2 separate regions of the Drosophila melanogaster genome follow, and region 1 is linked to region 2. A link is a contact called in public Hi-C data. All regions are on one chromosome and are shown on one strand. Each heading gives the region's core, a stretch centred on a gene start, on an enhancer-like site or on the middle of the called end of the contact. The rest is flanking DNA. Distances are from core to core; before and after follow the strand shown.

What was found. A called contact is a pair of places that touch in the nucleus more often than the background predicts.
Region 1: a contact with region 2 is called in a Hi-C map of the Kc167 cell line, with 1.9 times the contacts expected there. The contact joins the promoter of oaf here to the promoter of CG4259 in region 2. A contact is called at or near these places in 2 of 107 Hi-C or Micro-C datasets (the Kc167 cell line and the S2 cell line).

Annotation. Positions count from the first base shown.
Region 1 is chr2L:2,490,976-2,497,116 of dm6, forward strand. It overlaps oaf (out at first), which reads left to right and starts at 1,980. Exons shown (of 4, transcript NM_175949.1): 1 at 1,980-2,321; 2 at 4,399-4,512; 3 at 4,595-4,913; 4 at 5,424-6,141. The coding sequence starts at 2,055. Slh (SLY-1 homologous) reads right to left here and starts at 1,696. Exons shown (of 5, transcript NM_001144297.2): 1 at 1,518-1,696; 2 at 1,284-1,443; 3 at 538-1,226; 4 at 1-467. The coding sequence starts at 1,545.
Region 2 is chr2L:2,124,716-2,131,464 of dm6, forward strand. CG4259 reads right to left here and starts at 4,522. Exons shown (of 2, transcript NM_001272975.2): 1 at 4,418-4,522; 2 at 2,594-4,355. The coding sequence starts at 4,492. The coding sequence ends at 3,618. Glyp (Glycogen phosphorylase) reads left to right here and starts at 6,098. Exons shown (of 4, transcript NM_164453.4): 1 at 6,098-6,539. The coding sequence starts at 6,297.

The DNA.
Region 1 (6,141 bases), core at 730-3,229, 360 kb after region 2:
GGCGCAGATAAAGTAGATGATATACAGGCGCAGCTTGTCCTCCGCCTGACCAAACTCTCCATCTCGCAGTAGGTCCAGCAGCGGTCTGTCCAGTGTCTGCTTCGACATGACCTTCTCCTCGATCTCAAAAAACGAATCCAGTCGTCGAGCCTTAATGAAGTTCAGGATTGCAGTGGCGATCTTGGTGTGCATGTCGATCAGTCGCTTCTTCTCCATCAGTTGGGGCAGCGAATTGACGGCATTGGTGAGCCTGGCCGTTGTGTCATTGACCAAAGAGAATGCAATGTCCGACTCGCCCTCGATACCCATCGATGTCTTCAAGCGCTTGATCTCCTCCTCGGAGTTCCGATAGGATTCCAGCTCCTCCTGGATGGCTTCGGCCACCGTGGGAAATGGACTGCCCTTGTGCGTCATCCAGAAGCGGTCGTTGCGGTCCAAGTCACAGGCCTTGGGTTTTTTGCGGGCTCCTAAAGAATAGGAAAACGTAGTTGGTGAGTCTCAGTTATTCAGCGCCTTGATAAAAGTAATTTTACTTGCCCGCACTAGCCGTCTCGTCCTCCACGTAGACAAGATTCAGTCCCAAGTCCAGTACATCGTGCACAAGCGCCTGATACGACCAGGTGTGATGGAGCGGCGTGGCTAAATCCATGTTCCTGTCCAGCAGCAGGAGCACAGGTCTCTGAAAGCTGAACACTCCGCCGCCGGCTTGCGTGGCATCCATGTGGAACAAATTGGCACGCGCATCCCAAAGGTTCTCGCGCAGCTTCTTCTCCAGCTTGCGTGCCACCATTTCAGCGGCACTGTTCCGCGGACAGCGGATGATGGGCACATTGCCCAGGGTCACAAACAGGGCGAAGAGCGAGTCTACAATGGAGTCCATCAGGGCCTCCATCTCTTCATCGCGGGTGTTGGCCCGGTTGATGGCGTAGTATGAAAGCTGATCGCTCTGCTGGTGCTTTAGGATGAAGAAGTCATCCTCCAGACTGATGAAGTTCACATACTGGTCGTAAACGCGATGGATGTTGGCCACGCAGCCGGCATGCAGGGCTGCGGCGGCCAGATTCTCGATTTTGCTGCGCGTTATGGGAGCTAGGAAGTTCAGGTGGTACACGTCGTACAGTCCGCTCGAGAAGTCCTGCTGAATCCTGTCCAAATTCTCGTCGGTGGGCAGGCAGAAGTATATAGCCGGCACATCCGGAATGGAGTCGCGATCCGAGTGCAGTTGCCTGGAGGTTAACCAAAGCTATAATTTCTGGATTCCTGGAGGATCTCGCACAACTTACACATGCAGCGTCACGCCCAACTCGCGCAGCTCCTTGATGGAAATAATGGGCGATATGATGTCCTGGCCAACGCGATCGTAGATAAGGATCTTCCACACGGGCTCGGCAGCTAGGGCTTTCGGCTGCTGCGAGTTCAAATTAAGCATCTGCTTAATGGCATCTGCAATGATTAATATGAAAATCCATTAATTAGGTTTTCCCTTCAATGGGGGCATTGTTTTCATAGTTTCTCACTGATTTGGCGCTCCCGCAGGGTCAGCATTATATAGTCCGTCTTTAGCCCGTCCTTCTGAGTTAGTTTCAGTGGATTTTCAACAATCTATGTCCGTTTTAGCAGCTGAAAAACATATTTTACAAAAAAACAACACGTCACAAGCGACGGCGAGGCAACGCGTTTTGGGAAATTTTAGTGCATAGTACAGGCATCAGCTGTGCGGCTGGTGTGAACGTATGCAGTGGAAATTCCAATATGAATATTTAAATACTAAATGAAAATGAATGTAGTCTATTTATTCTATAGATATAGATATGTGTGCCAGTGTAATGCAGCTATATTGGGTTGGTATATTTTCTACAATCGAAATTCGTAGGCTCCTGTTCGAGAAGGTTGGCAGCACCCTTTGGGATTACCGCACGGTCACACCTGTCAGCTGATTTCGAAAAGTCACGTTTCAGTCAGTTTCACCATTTTCTGCCAGTTATTTTTCGTTCGTCGACGCGAGTGGTTCGTTGTGCTTTCTTGTGATTTTATTTAAAAGTTGTCGGATCGCAATGATCTTAAAGGAGGAGCACCCACACCAGAGCATCGAAACTGCCGCAAATGCGGCAAGGCAGGCGCAGGTCCGCTGGCGAATGGCGCATCTTAAGGCACTCAGCCGCACTCGAACACCAGCGCACGGCAATTGCTGCGGTCGCGTCGTCAGTAAAAATCACTTTTTCAAGCACAGTCGCGCGTTTCTGTGGTTCCTGCTGTGCAACTTAGTGATGAACGCGGACGCATTCGCCCACTCCCAGCTGCTCATTAACGTCCAAAATCAGGTGCGAAATCGCAAAAAAAAATGGTTTAAAACACTTAAATCCCAACAACGCAAAACGCAACAACGACAAACAGCGACGCTGGCAGCGCTGCCCATCTGATTTTCGAACATCTCATTTCGAAAATTTGCGCGCCAAAACAAAACAAATTTAAAACGCGGGAGAATGAGAGAGCGAAAGAGAGGTGCTCAAGACAAATAAACAAATCTGCGAAAACAACAAATTAAATATTAAAAAGATAGTAATTCAGTGACAGTTATTACAGCTATGACAGTAGAATATGACAAGTATATGTATCTGAAATTTAAAATTTGCCTAGTCATATTGTAAAATACGCCAATATATTGCTTTTAGAATTAGCAAGGATTCGGTATTTCATAAACAATGCTTAGTTCGTTCTTAAGAACACGCAGTTCATCCAATAAGTTGCAAATGTAAAGGATTGCACACACGCATACACAGCCCACGTTGATTCGTGCAGCACACATGTGCACAACAAATCATGTCCCCTATTGATTTATGCAAAATACAGGATTCTCCGAATGGAAACATGTTCTGTGAGCTTGTACTTCGCCGATATCTAATTAGTATACCGTTAAGTAGGCCAGATAATCCATCGATGCCTGATGACCATAAAACAAAGCTCTATTCTATATGCTTGCAACGCCATTATGTACATATGTATGTACATGCATATGTCGCAGCGTTGACATTTTCTTGTGCCTGATCTCCCATGTTGAGTGAAGCGAATTCCAACCGGCGTGCGCGATCGTCTGTATGCAACTGATCGTATTTTCTACGCATCGATCTATCCTTTACACACGCTAGTGTAGTCCAACTAGGCGACAGCGCGACAACGCCGTCGCCTCACTCGTAACGGTACTTTGACGCCAGTCATATTCTTCGTGATAGTCAAATTCTAAGAATGACCTCTCAATATACCGAACTCATTGCGCAGCTGCGTCTTGCAAGCACAGTGGTCAAACCATGGTAATAATATGACAGACACGTACAGTGGTCAGAATACATCCGTAATGCGACATATACATATGTGCAGTTCAATGCCAGTATTGAAACTTTCACTTGCCTGTCGTTTCGTTTTTCCACTTTAATATTAGTTGGGTTTGTTTGACTGCCTCAATATTGACACTTTGCTTTCGGCTTTTCCATAAATTTTAGATTAGCTGGCCGAAAAAGCACCGGGCTTGAAATGAAGGCAGCCTCTCTCTTTCTCTCTTTCCCTATTTCACTTGCACACAGCGTATTTTCGTACATCTTTGTTTACATGTGACATCCTTCATTGTTCTCTGCGCTCTGTCCCTGGCCCCAAAATGTCCTGATGGCTCTCTTCCTTCGCTCCTCCATACTTCCTCTTCTCTTCTCACTTCTTTCGGCTATTCTTTGTTTACATGCGCCCTTGTGCAAACACACGGAAAACCCAGCAGAAACAAGAACAAAGCAGAAAGCATAGTTGTTGCAAGGGTCGAATCCCGATATACCCTATGAAATCCAGTTCTTAATCATACTAGTTCTAATAGTTAATTAGTCGACATTCTGTACCAGCTACTAAATGACATCAGTATTAAGATATCTGTAATCAGAGCAGTGAAATTAGTCTATACCAGGGTATCATAACAACAACATCACCCACATCCAACAAATTGGTTCATGTACACGTGTTGAGGGCAAATACTGCTGCTGTTGTTGTTGAACTACATTTCCAGTTGTCGTGGAATGAGGAGTTGGCTCCTCCGCTCTCATCTTCATACCCAAAACCCATCCTTCCCTTTTGCCAAAACCCATCCCACTCATCTTCGTTTCGTTTTCGTTGGCCCCCATGCTTGTCTTTTTTCTATTTTTCAACTCTCTTGACTCTAATTTGGTTCATGGCCGCCCAGCTTCAGGAGCTGTCATAGTTAATTTAAGTCCTGACAACGTAAGGAACCCCTCTGCAACATCTCGTCACTGCCTTTGTGCCGTATTAATATTTTAGCTGGCTAGGGGAGGGATGCCGAGAATGTAATTTAACACTTGTTGCTCTCTCTAATCCGTTTCATTTCCTGTTTTTCATTTTTTGCAGGGCGGCGAGGTGATCCAGGAGAGTATTACCTCCAACATTGGCGAGGACCTGATAACGCTGGAGTTTCAGAAGACCGACGGAACGCTCATCACCCAGGTCATCGACTTTCGCAATGTGAGTGAAGAATCCGAGGCTCTAGAGAGCAGGGCGAGAGACCCAATTGAAATTGAAAACCTCTTATCCATCTTCCCCTCAGGAGGTTCAAATCCTCAAGGCTCTGGTTCTCGGCGAGGAGGAGCGTGGCCAGAGCCAGTACCAGGTCATGTGCTTCGCAACCAAGTTCAACAAGGGCGACTTCATCTCCTCGGCGGCAATGGCCAAGCTGCGCCAGAAGAATCCGCACACCATCCGCACTCCCGAGGAGGACAAGGGCCGTGAGACCTTCACCATGAGCAGCTGGGTACAGCTCAACCGCTCGCTGCCCATCACCAGACATCTGCAGGGACTCTGCGCCGAGGCCATGGACGCCACCTATGTCCGGGATGTGGACCTTAAAGCTTGGGCGGAGCTACCAGGTGAGTGCTTCCCTGGGGATGTTCAGTGCGTGAAATTGGTAAATCTTTAAATGGAATATCCCTATAAGTAATTTTAAAGCACATTTATGGTTGAATGTTTTTCTTTTTAATTGTTTTCAATTTTTTGGATAATATTAAAACCGTTTGCGCTGCTGATTATTTAAAGTTCTACCTATAAAAAGTCATCGCGTGCGCTGCGCAATATGGTTGAAGTTTTGCACAAACAAAATTATTAAAACGAATCTATAAAAGCAGTACGTGCATATATACAATGAGGAAAAAGTTAAAGCATTCATTTCCAGTTTTGCCTTTTAAAGAGTTACCAATTATTAAAACAAAAACATGTTAATCGAAAGTTAGGAAAGTTAGTTAGAGAAATCCGTCTGAAATCTTGGTAGATGGAAAACTTCAGTACAGATATCGACCAGTTTTGAGGGTTCTTGCCACTTTCAAACTTTTTGTTTACGCTTTTGTTTCGCTTTCCGTTCGTTGTACTCCTGCTCCTGGCAGGCTCCTCGATTTCCAGCCTGGAGGCCGCCACCGAAAAGTTCCCGGACACGCTCTCGACGCGCTGCAACGAGGTGAGCAGCCTGTGGGCGCCCTGCCTGTGCAACCTGGAGACCTGCATCGGCTGGTATCCCTGCGGGCTCAAGTACTGCAAGGGCAAGGGAGTCGCCGGAGCGGACTCGTCGGGCGCCCAGCAGCAGGCACAGCCGACGAATTATCGCTGCGGCATCAAGACCTGCCGCAAGTGCACACAGTTCACCTATTATGTGCGGCAGAAACAACAGTGCCTCTGGGATGAATGACGACGCGGCGAGCTGCAGCTGATGCAGATGCGCTGCGCGAGGCGGCGGAATGGTAGCGAGTTTGGGGATGATGCCAGTGCCACCTGCCCGGGTGGCGAAACAAGAGCAGCAACCACGACCGCGACAATAACTGGCGGGGGAGCTGGGGGAAGTGGGAAGGATACAACGGCAGCGACAACAACGACAACCAACAAATTACGCCAACTGCTTTTGTTGGTCCAGCAGCAGATGCCTTTTGCTCTGTGGAGTTTTCCGGTCCATCACATTTCCCAGTCCCATCACCAGTCCCAGTCCCAACATAAGCCCAGCCGGCAGCAGAAGCAGCATCAGCATCATTCTCAGGTTGCCCCCACTTCGCATCACCAGTCATCATCATCAACACCACCAACACCGTCAACATCATCATCACCGCCATCATC
Region 2 (6,749 bases), core at 3,272-5,771:
GACTCACACATCCGTATCAAATTGATTTATCTGCTTGACACAAAGATGAATCGTATTAAAACCAAATGCAAAGAAGTAGTTTCAACTTGTCAGTGTCCTGTAGTGGAATTTTCCGCATTACATTATTGATATTTGTCACATCAACTGGTGCATAATTCCCCACAAGTCCAGCTTAATCTAATGTTTGTTTAATAACAGGGTAGCAACCGAACAAAGTCACATTTAAGCTGTGAAATATTATAAATATTTCCATGTCAACATATGTAAGTGTGGCTGCCAATCGGATTTGTGCATAAAAATAGTGTAAAATAGCCGTTGAATAGGGTAGTAATTGCTTAACTCCACTGAAAACCAATAGGAGCAAATTGATTAAGAAAGTATTGACTTTGGCTTAAACGAATTGGTTAAACCAAATTGACATTGCGGTTTGCCATTGGGTTTATTACTCGTACGAGCTCAAATATGAAAATAAAATTTAGTTGGAAAATATGTTGACCCTTGCAAATATTGTCCAAAATCAGCATGAACTCTTATTTTAATTTCTGTTTTACGGTTCACATGCTCTTATTTACTTAATATGCACAAATATTCATGTTCACGTTAAAATGCAACATCCTATACTTGGAAAAAACATATTGCAACAGTGCGGCCAGTTTCCACATCATTTTCATTCGAAGCAATAGCAGCCAAAATAAATTTCATGTAATTTATTCTGGCTTCTGCAAACTTTTTACTTGAATATGTAAATTTTTGCGGCAAACAATGTGTAGAAATTTGTATAAATTAAAAATGCAAACGTGTACCACATTTTATAGCACATTTAATGGGCTAAGACTTTCGCTTGCTAGGGAAAACCATAAACTTAAAAAAAAAAAAACAACCTTGCCAAACTTATTTTAGCCATGAAACCCATTCAATCGGAAACCAATTACTTAATTAGCTGGGATCATTGCCAAATTGTCTTGATTGCCAGTTTTATTCTAACAATTAAGACAATTATAACGTCAATTAACCCGATTCCTGTGGAAAATATGACTTTCAATTGCCCGACAACTCCATAAATGCTCCATAAATTTGAATTACTCGACCACTTGACGCACCTAATCAAGGTACACTGGCCAAAAGAAGAGGTAAGTCCACTAAGGCGTATTTTCTCGCAGTGCTTCAAGTTGACCCGAAGCTGGGAATCAAAGTCCACGTATTGTTAAACATAAAACTGCAATCCGGACAAAAGGGGAACCCAATTAAACACTGACTTTGGGGGCACTTGTCGAAGTTGGGGAGTGAAAGTGGCCTGGTCGAAGAGGGGGGGGTAATTGAATAGTTGTCGCAACAATAGTGCCAAGTTGCTCGGATCCAAGTTGGTTCCATAAATCGCATACAAATAGCCACATGGGAGTGTTTGTAGCGTTCGAACAAAGCCACAAAAGCAATGGCAAACAAAAACAGGAAGCGAGCTAATTACATTCCCTGAATATGTGTTTGTTTTTCTAGGGGGGACAGAAAACAATTTGTTGGCCAAATTATCTGCTAAATTAAGCAATTTCAATTCAACAAACGCCGCCGATGCCACAAGATGCTCTCTCTCTCTCTCAGGAAACCTGAAACCTTCAAATCCTCGGCGATTTGGGTCCGCTTTTTTTCCCCACCTCACCTACAGACTCACACTAATGCCATCGGCGGAGTGCTTATGTGTGCGTGAGGTGCGGCAAGTGCTGCACAAATCGGTTGCTAAGTAGCTCATAATGGCCGCGCTTGCCCCTAAATTTTCCCACTGGGAGGCCATCCTGAAGGTCCCTCTTCCGATCCTGTTTAGAAGTTTTCCGAGAGCGTGGGTGTATCACCTCAATTTATGTTTTCCGACCAGCTGCTTAGGTTACTTCCTGTTGTACATTCCCTTTCATAAAGCAATGGAGCTTAAACATAAATTGGAAATTAGTGTATTAAAGGCACTGCTGATTGATTTTCTTACGGCGCGGGCAACAAGAAGGGTTAAACTTTACCAAATGCCACGCATACAAATGCCGGCTTACAACTGTTGCATGTGTGTGCCGTACGTGTGCGCAGGTGAGCTTGTGTGCGTGAGAACTTTTGATAAATGCAGATTTTATTGTAATTCAATATCAATTTGTGTGTATGCGAGGGCACCTGGAGCTCACTGGGCACTCCTCCAATATTGATATTTATACACAATTTTATGGCAAACACTTGAACTGGCCCAAAAAAGCGAATTACGGCCGAGTCAAAAAAGCCAAAGAGTTTACGGCGCGGAGATCCATTTCCCGGCTTTTCCGCCTTTCAGTCGAGTGCCAGGCCACATTAATCAGACAACTACGGCGGGCAAATTACATCAGTTTTGTTTGCAAATGCTGCCATTTAATTTAATGAGACATCATTATGCCAAAACTTTAATCTCATCAGCAGAACTGGCTGCAAAGGCAGTAGTACGGCGGCAGCAGCGCAAAAAATTGTAATTATTGAGGCAGCGCCTTTTTCGGCTTCAGACAGCCGGTGCACTGCAGAAAATAATCTATCATTCCAAAAAAGAAATTAATAGTTAATACACATAACACAAGACAGATGTACTAAAAAAACACTTTTTTCACCACATTTTAAAATATATTCATTTATTCAGATATTTAAAATATGGCTTTCCTTTTGCAATGAATTAATTTGGAAAAACAGGGTGCAAATACATGTGTGTTTAAGTGTGAAAGTTCGTGGGCGTTGGGCGTGTCGGTCTGCTGTTAATGATGTTTGGCAACTTCAACTCCGGACGTCACACACACAGATACATGACCGCAGCCATACACACATACAAACACACACACACTCACGCGGAGGACACCTTCAGCATCCAATTAGCGGCAAAACGAGTTTCAGGATCTCACTCACACATGCAAACACTCGTATGCCCCATCCATCTGGCGTCCCTTTCCCACCGCACTCGCACTCTTTCTAACAAGCACTCGAATCGCTCTTTTTTTCACAGGGCAAACGCAACTCTCATATGTTTCGTGTGCTTGTGTTGGTTGCTCCCACACACACACACTCGCCTTTGTGGAGCGACAAACAAACAAACAAGCCAAAAACAACAAACAAGTAGCGTGCAAAAAATGAAAAATGGCAACACTTTAACTTTTGAACGCCGTTTCACCCACAAAACTCCTGGCCACCTCTCCAGATTTCAGCTACCTGCCATCTTTTAAATGCGATTTTTTAGCCGAGATTATTTCTGCTTGCGTTGTACACTTGGCGAAAAAACGAGGCACAATACAATATTTACAAGTTATTTTTCTAGGAATATAAAAAGCATTTTCAATGAACATCGCGCATCCGCCGTGTTGCGCAGCAACAAAGTTTATGGTACGAAGTAATAAAATAATACTTGCACAGCACTTCTTGAACTGATTATGTTGAATTGAGCGACTTAAGTTGATAATGAAATAGTATTTTTACTCAGAATGTATATATAAATTTTCGTGGTAGAATGTTTGTGATTGGACACAGGCCACATTTTATTTAGGAAATAACTGCAGATAACTATTTGCTCTCTTTTCTGATTCTCCGAATAAAGATTTAATAAATAACTGGCTAACTGCCTAAGGCTTTAGTTTTCAACTTCTGGGACGAAAGTTCGCTTCAAGTCTTAAATGGTAGTCAATCCAAGGGAGCAGACCAGCTACATTCGTAAAGACGATGAATGTATTTTCGACAGGCTTTTGACTTAACCAGTTCACAATGCCCACCTGTGCGTACTTATATGGATATGTAAGTATCCGACAAACCAGAGGAGCCCCACCGTCTCCACTGCAATCTATGCCTTCCAGACCTTTCCCACAGATTTGCTGGATGGGCAGCTTTCGAGAGCTACACATACCCATGCTCAAAAGATCGACCTGGACCGTCTTGAGAACGGTGGGGTAGTCCGTCGAGTTCAAATATACTTTTCCCCAGCCGTTGAAGAAGCAGGATCCTTTTTGAATACCAGCTTCTTGTAGGTACAATGGGATTAAATTAATGTTGGCTGTCATCTCAAATGCGGATACCAGAATGAGTAACGCCATGTTGTTTTCGGCATTGAATCTGTTGAACTGTTCATGGGAGACTATATTCAGCACCTCGAGATCCACGTGCTGCTGGTCAGCCGTAGTCGAGGTATCCCATTCGCCAGCTCGCACCACCAGATCATACTTGGTTGTTCCATTCAGAATATGAGCGGCAGTAAGGACCACATTTGGATTAATCAGAGATCCCACTCCTATATAGCGAAACAGCCAATCCCTCTGGTCGAGCACAGAAACCACCCAGGGAAATGTCGCTCTGGGATTACTGCCATATGTTTCACGTCGTATCTGCATGCGTATTTCCATTTCAGTATTTTTTATATCTATGTACAAGTATTATATAAACTAACCTGATTGTAGTTAAAGTATTGACTATTCACAAGGCTGATTATCAGTGTCGTGAGAAACGCAAAGTATAGCGACATTCCGCAACGAGTGTTCGAATCAAAATGAAATCGAGTACTTAGAACTTACCCTGCGAACTCAGCACTCTGCTTATCAGTAAAATGCGTCGTTTTAAGAATTCCACAAAGTATTTTGAGATAAATCACTTGTATTATAAAAAATATTCGCAGCATTCGTTATATTATTTCACAACGATCCAAGCAAATGCAGTCTAATTTCTCTCAGCGAACTTTTCTTTCGCCTAAGTGTAACTTTTTCATAATACTCGCAGCTGAATACAAAAAATGAAAAGAAAACATAACAAAAACTAGTTGAATAGCGCATACATATGTGCGAGGAGTCAACAAGCGCACGGTTGGCAGAATGAGGCAGCAGATTCCAATTAAGTTTTAAATTTTTAGCAGACAAGCTTATGAATGATGGCGTTCACTTCGATGGCAGCCCACTTGGCAGATGTCCAAAAGGTTTGCTCTCACTTTCCTCCTGCCAAATGTGCTAATCATTTTCATTTGCTACGAAATAGCCGAACAAATGGTGAGCTCACGAAACAAGCGGCGCCTTGGTCCTTTGCAATGTTACCCCCCCCCTTTACCCTCCTTTCAAGGACTTTTCCGCATGCATTCCCAAGTAGTTGAACATGGGAGTGCCATTATGGGAAGTAATAAACAAGAAATGGAATAACTGAATTGTTCGGATAGAATTGCAGATGCCCTTTGTCCTGTGATTAGCATTTGTTGCACAAGTCGAGTGAGGCACAGCAGAGCACATATATTCAGTGCGCTTTCTAAATAGATCAATTCTGTGACAACATTTTTGAAAACGCTTGTTTTAGAATATCAGTACGTAAATCTTAAAGCTCAAGATACGAATGTACCCAAAGAGATATATAAAACACAAAATATCTGTAAGATACAAAAGCATCAGATTTTAAAAGTATCTCTTAGATACAAAAGTATCCATAAGATTGGTAAAGTTTGAATTCCTAGCAAGTTGGCATCTCCAATATCCAGCCCGCCACGATTCTCCGCACTCAACAGATGGTTAAAAGCTTCAATTTGACAGCCGTCGGTTCAAAAAGCTCAAACCCGATTCATGGGGGCGCCACCCGTTCTATTCCAAAGCATACAAATGCCTCAAGATGAAACAAAAACAGAAAATAAACAACAAATACGCATGTATGACCTTCGCACAAGGTGACTGGGGCAAAAAGAGAGCGCCAGTGAGAGAGAGGCAGTGAGCGAGCGAGAGCACAGGGAGCAGTGCAGGAATACAGCATAGCTAAAGTGCGAGAGAGACAGCAAAATGCACCGGCGAGATAAGAACCGCTGCATCAGCAACGCACAGTGGGCGATATGGTCAAAATATACTGATAAAAGTTATTATCTGTTATTGAAATATACAAAATTTTCATTCTTAAATGATTAATATAAAAATCGAAAATTTAATATTTAGTTGTATAGTTAAAAAACAACCTATATTGTTGTATTATATCCCCTAGATGATAATTCGTAGCAGTTGATACCCAGCGCACCCACTGTGCGCTGGGAGTTGTTTACAAGGGGAGCAGCACGCTGAGAGAAAAGCTCTGGCGCAAAAGCTATCTCCGAAAGTATGCCGAAAGTATAAAGTGAGAATCGCTCCGGATTTTGCTGCGAACGGTCGTCTGTTCAGGTTCAGGTCTGGGTTGTGTCTATAGTCTCCGTCTCCTCTTCGCTGTCGCACACGCAAACGGGTCTACGCCACACACACACGCGCACCCACGCAACGGAATCAGAGAACTATATAGAGCCGCCACAGAGAAGGGACATACATAACTAGGACACCATGTCGAAGCCCCAATCCGACGCCGATCGGCGCAAACAGATCTCGGTGCGCGGGATCGCCGAGGTGGGCAATGTCACCGAAGTGAAGAAGAACTTCAATCGCCACCTGCACTACACCCTGGTCAAGGATCGCAATGTGTCCACCCTGAGGGACTACTACTTCGCCCTGGCCAACACCGTCAAGGACAACATGGTGGGCCGCTGGATTCGCACGCAGCAGCACTACTACGAGAAGGATCCCAAGGTGAGTTCCGCGCCCATCCAGGCCACCCACTTATTGATTTAGTCCGTGGAATTTTCCAAAAAGAAGTGGTCGGACCACCTAACCTAACTTTATCCGGGCTCTGGAGTTCTTAGGCCTGATTATCCCTTCCTGCGGCAACCAAAACTTTTGAAATAATTTCCTTTGAAATATTTTTTCCTAAATTTCTTTGGCTATTACGACATTTTTTTC